Linked DNA regions of Gossypium hirsutum: region 2 is linked to region 1. The links are chromatin contacts, called in public Hi-C maps. All regions are on one chromosome and are shown on one strand. The core of a region is the stretch at or near the end of the contact, and the rest is flanking DNA. Distances in the headings are between cores, read along the strand shown.

Region 1 (2,927 bases), core at 333-2,832:
TCTTTTGATTAACTAGTTCAAGAGTTTTTTTGTTTTTAGGATTGGGCTTTTTTAGAAGATCTGGTTCAATTGTTTTTTTTAATTATTTTTAATTTTAATTAGGTATGAAATGTGTTGGCGCCTTGGTGGAATAAAAAAATTTAAATCAATGTCGTTAATCAACTAATGGCCACGTCAGCATGTCTGTTAAAAATAGACCAAATTGACCACTAAAACGTTAGGGGCCAAAGTGCTCCAAAAAAAATATAGAGGGCCAAAGTGACCAGATAACCAAACGTTATAGGCTAATTTTGGCTTACGCCTAAAAAAAAATAGGATGTCTAAATTAAATTTGTGTAAATTCAATTAGCCAATATGACACATTTTCTATGTTTTTTCTTTTGCTCTATTGTGGCACGTTTCTTGGTTTCTAAGTTTTAATTTTAGAGTTCTTTTATTTTATTTTATCTTTTTAAAAAAATGAAAAAGTAACAAATTGTTGGATTTAACGTTGAATTCTTAAGGGCTTTGATCAATGGAAAACGCAATGAAGGGTTTGAATATCAACAATGAAGAAGATGAAGTATGGCAGATTCAAGCTAGAGTTAAGGTGCAGGCCCAAATATTTTTTTTTTGTTAGATGCTTTCTTACGGCTAATGTTGTTCACTTCCTGAAAATGAGGAATACGTTGGCAAATCTATGGCACTCTTTGGGGGTGTAGATCTCAGATTTGAGGGAGAAACGCTATTTGTTTCGATTTTATAATAGGGTGGATAACGATCAAGTAGTTAATGGTGCGCCGTGGATGTTTAATAATCATTTGTTGGTTTTTCAGAATATGGAAAGGAATGAAGATCCGATGTAAATTGCGTTAATTTATTCATTTTTTTGGGTTCAAATCCACTATCTTTCGTCGAGATTCTTCTCTGAAGTGGTTGCAAAATAGTTTGGTAATTTTATTAGGGTGTTTGAAGAGTATGATTCAAGGCAATTTATTAGAGGGGTAAAACAATATATGCGTATTCGGGTAAAGATTGATGTACGTTTGCCACTAAAACGAAAAAAGTAACTTCAGCTTTCTCCTAGTAAATTTATTTATGTGAAATTCCAATATGAGAAACTCATATTATTTTGTTTCTTATGTGGCCGTCGGGGCATGGGGATAACTTCTGTCTAGTTCAATTGAATAACAATTTCCAAGAGAGAGATATGGGATGGGATATTTCATTATGGGCTCAGACAATGAGGGCGGTTATGGCGCTGAGTATTTGGCTGAGGGAGGATGGTAAGTCAGAAGGTTCTCTGGGTACTATACTATCGGATTATAAAAATCAAGTTAACCTAGTCTTAGGTATAAATTTGAAAGGTAATCTGAATATGGAAAGTAGAGAGCGATTAGGTTAGTCAATTGGGCACGGACAGGATTTGACGATACACAATTTAGAGGAAAATCCAACAGCAGGTCTCAATGGCAAAACGTGAATTAAACAAATGATTTCTACTACTAATGGTTCTGGTAGTTCAGATGCATTGATGGTAGCTGAAGAGAGTATGCAGACTCTTCTCTTAGAATTATCGATGGTTGCCATAGGGCAAGCTGATTGGCAGCAATGAAACTCTTATGCTGGAATGTTCGCAAGTTGGGGAGTCCGCGAGTAATTAGAAGGCTTCAAAATATGCTGAAACTTACTTATCCCCAAATTGTCTTCTATATGGAGACGAAGTTGGATTCACAAAAGATGGAGGGTGTTCATACAAAATGTGGGTTTTACAATGAAATTAATGGACCAGTTGAAGGTACGAAAGGTGGGATTTGTTTGGGATAGAATGGAGATGTATCTGTAAGTTTAAAGAGTTTTTCAAAGCATCACATAAATGTGGAGATTCAAGAAAAATCAGATGGGGAAAATGAATAATGACGAGTTTCTATGGCTCTCCTGAGGTAAGGGCGGTTAGAGGTTTAGAATCTCTTGAAATGTTGGGTTAAGATCAAAGTTTTCCTTGGATAGTATAGGAAGATTTTAATGAGATTATTTATTCCTATGAGAAGAATGGTAGGTTACCATGGGAGGAAGAGCGTATGAAGGAGTTCCGAGATATTTTGATTGCGTGTCAGCTTGAAGACTTGGGATATGAAGGATTATGGTTTACATGGGAAAAATGGAACTTTGCAGAAAACAACATTAGAGAAAGGTTGGATAGAGGAGTGGCGAACTCGACTTGGTGGTTGAAATTTCCTGACTTTTTTCTTTTCCATTTGACACATTTGTTTTTTGACCATTGTCCATTGCTTTTAACTACTAAACAATAGGATACGGAGAAACCACGGTAGAAATTTCGCTTTGAATCATGGTGGACTTTAGAGAAGTTTTGTGAGCTTAAGATTCATAGATTATGGAGTGCCAATGGGGGACTGTTCCTGAGCGTCTGGAATTTTTATGTTTAGATTTGCAGAACTGGGCTGATTCGTTGAAAAAGAGAAAGAGGGGTAATTTAGAAACACTTCGGAGAAAATTAGGTAATTTGAATTTGGGGATCGGAGATGATATGAATATTACGGAGCTTTTGGATACAAAAGTGACACTTAATTTGGAAATAGACAAGGTAAAATGTTATTAGGAGCAAATGGAGAAAGCTAATTGGCTGAAATTAGGGGACTAAAATACGACATTTTTTCATCGATTTGCATTTCAACGTCCTCGAAAAAATTAGATTAAGGGGTTACAAGGTGAGGACGGAAGGACTATAACGAAGCAATGAGGTATGTTAAATATAGCAAATACTTATCTCTTTGATCATTTCTCATCTCAAGGTTCTAACAACTTGGATCATATTTTAGAAGGGATGAGACAGTGTATAACGGAGGAGCAAAACAGGATCTTATCATCAAAATATGAATGGGAGAAGATTCTTGTTGCGCTAAAAAAGATTGGTCCAACTAAAGCTT
Region 2 (2,890 bases), core at 31-2,530, 140 kb before region 1:
AAATGGATCCCAAATGTGATGATAAATTATCTATTCTAATATGTTCATCTTCCATGTATCTTCTCGGTCCGATGTCGGCAAAACTACTTGAACGGATGCACGGTAAAAATTGCAGAATGGTGGATTCAGCACATGGATCCGGGACATTTTCTACAGATTTCGCATCCTGAAATGGGAAAAAACTTTCATCTGGTAAAAGGTTTAAGGTTTAATCTACCAAGTAGATCTCCTCTTAAATTGAGATTACAGCAACTAATAATACATTTACTAGCACCTAAAGGATTCATTTTTCATTCCCTAGATTCCATTCACCAGAGCTTGTAAGTTTAACACCTTCTCAAAACACCCGAAAACATAAAATCTACGAATCCCAAAGCTATGCTATGAACATATTCCATCTAAAACTTTCTAACCGTACTAGAAAAAATTAGTTGGGGAAAAGAGAGAGAGAGAGAGAGAGAGAGAGAGAGAGAGAGTAACCTGTTGAGAGAAGGACAAATCGGACTCAGCAACACGAACTTGTCCGAACTTCGGCGATCGAATCGCAAGAGTTTCATCGATCTCTTCAATATTACTTCCTTTAACAAAAAAGGGAACGTCCGACACCGGCACGCTCTGGTGACAAACAACGTCAGCTTCAGCTACCATCTCTCTACTTTCAGACAATTACCATAAACAAAAAGCAAAAGCGCCACAACAAAATCAAAATTATTCAAACTCAGATTAAAACGATTTGGGTTTTTCTTTTTCCTCCCTTACTCGCGGTTGATTTGAATTTTTTTTTTTTTGGGTCAGCAAAAATATTGATCAAACTTGGTGCTGGTGGGCTTAAACTGAAATAAGTTCGGAAATGGGGATGGACATGTAATTAGCAACGGGTTTAAAAGTTGCTGTTGATTGACGCGTGTAAGCCTTACAGCCTTATGATTTTATTGAATATATCCATCGGTATAGGCTTATAGCATATTTGCAAATTCTACCCAACTAAAAGCATAATAAAATCAAAATCAATCTCAGAAATACGCAACATAATAGGAAGCAGCTTTGGCTTGACGGACACGTGAAAGTTCTTGTAGTTTTTACGTCGACGCGTCACACTGTTTGTTTGTTTATTTTTCTTTGTGTTTTAAAGCAAGCACTTTGCCGAATGCCTTGCGTCGTTGGGTAAAATGACCAATTCATCCTTCACGTACCTTCCACGCTTCCACCGGTTGTCAAATTTGACTTGGAGTAAAATATAAACAACAAACTTGCTCACCTTGGGAAACTATGGACTCGTCGGTTGTTTATATGACTTTTGTTGGTTTGTACTACTCGTTACTTCGCATATCATTTAAGCAACTCATTCGTTTGTAATCCTATTAATCAACCCATATACGGATCCACCGCCTTGTATTTCAATCTAGCATTGTAGTGCATCATTATGTAAATTCAAGCAATTATCCTAACACACAATATATTATCAAATAAATTGAATCAATTATACTAGCACACGTCGTACATCATCAGATAACTAAAGTAATTATACTAGCACGTAAGTACATTATCGAATAAACCGAAGCTAATATATTGACATGTAAGTGCATCATCGAATATACCAAAGCATAAACCTATACAATTAATAGAGTAATCAATTTTCAATTTCATTACATGGTTTAATTCACATGCCATCATTCTCAATTCAACACCAATTCATCATTTCATTATATATATTATGACATAATTCAACTTAATTTCACACCAATTTCCTATATCAGTTAAGTCAAACAACTTTCTATTCTATTAAATTTAATCTCTGTCTTTATATTCAATTCAACCATAGCATTTCAACTTAATAACCATTAACAACTCACTTCAACATTATATAATGCATAATGTCATGAATATGCAGTAATTAGATTGATCTCGGATCATAGAGATACAAATTGAAACTCTAAGCTATTCATCTTCAACTTTCGATTTTCCTTTCCCTCTCAACAGTTTCGTGTCAACTTTAGCTAAATAAAATCATAAAACACATAATATTATCAAATTTCATTCAAATTAGAACTAATCACAAAATCAAGCATATTTTACAATTTAATCAATTTAGTCCCTAAGCCCGAGGCAAACATAAATTCCAATTTAAAGCTTCGGATTGAAATTCGGTTTAACAATTACTCACTAGGGACCTCATATTTCTTATTCCAATTAAAATTTCATGTCAAATTTACATTTTATTCAATTTGGTCCCTAATGTACAAAACTAACAATTGAGCTTTACAATTTAGTCCTTTTCTTAAACTAAGCTTAATTTCTATCAATTTAACACCTAATTCTTCAAGAAACCAATAGCGAATATATTTTTAAAATTTTAACAGTTTTTAAAATTTAACACCTAAATCAAGCTCCCATAGCTTTAAATCTATAAAAATTACAAGAAAAGAATTTAATTGCACATACCAATTTAATGGTCGAATGGTTGAACCTTAAAAGCTTTCTTCTTTCTTTTACAATTTGGTTTTCACGGTTTTGAAGAAGATGATAGTATCTTCTCTTTCCTTCTGTTAAATTTACTATTTATACATCATTAACTTATTAATTAAACTTAATTAACTAAATTTTAACTAAACAAATATTAAAGTATTTAATATTAATTGGCATATAATGATACTGTACATTAAAATGTCTTTAGTGATGGTTTATTAACCATTTTGGTACTTTGAATAATTGTAATTTAACTCTCCAAGCAATTTTCTAATTAAAAATCTATAGCGATTAGACATTACAATTTAGTCATTGGGCCTTAATTAAACACAATTTCAGCTAACTTAACTAACCAAATTTCAATTCATCCAAATATTAACTCCGTCAATATCCTTATTTAATATTTACGGACTTGATTTACAGA

What was found. A called contact is a pair of places that touch in the nucleus more often than the background predicts.
Region 2: a Hi-C map of leaf shows a contact between it and region 1, with 2.8 times the contacts expected there. The contact joins the promoter of LOC107953035 here to the enhancer-like site in region 1. A contact is called at or near these places in 2 of 34 Hi-C or Micro-C datasets (leaf and seedling).

Annotation. Positions count from the first base shown.
Region 1 is chrA07:27,452,381-27,455,307 of Gossypium_hirsutum_v2.1, reverse strand. No RefSeq gene overlaps it. Among protein-coding and RNA genes, the nearest start is that of LOC107910009, 4.4 kb to the right of the region's middle. Within about 2 kb of position 1,582, at least 4 of the 9 cell types and tissues checked have an H3K27ac peak or open chromatin away from gene starts, as enhancers often do.
Region 2 is chrA07:27,594,627-27,597,516 of Gossypium_hirsutum_v2.1, reverse strand. LOC107953035 (probable protein phosphatase 2C 49) reads right to left here and starts at 1,280. Exons shown (of 4, transcript XM_016888261.2): 1 at 481-1,280; 2 at 1-166. The coding sequence starts at 648.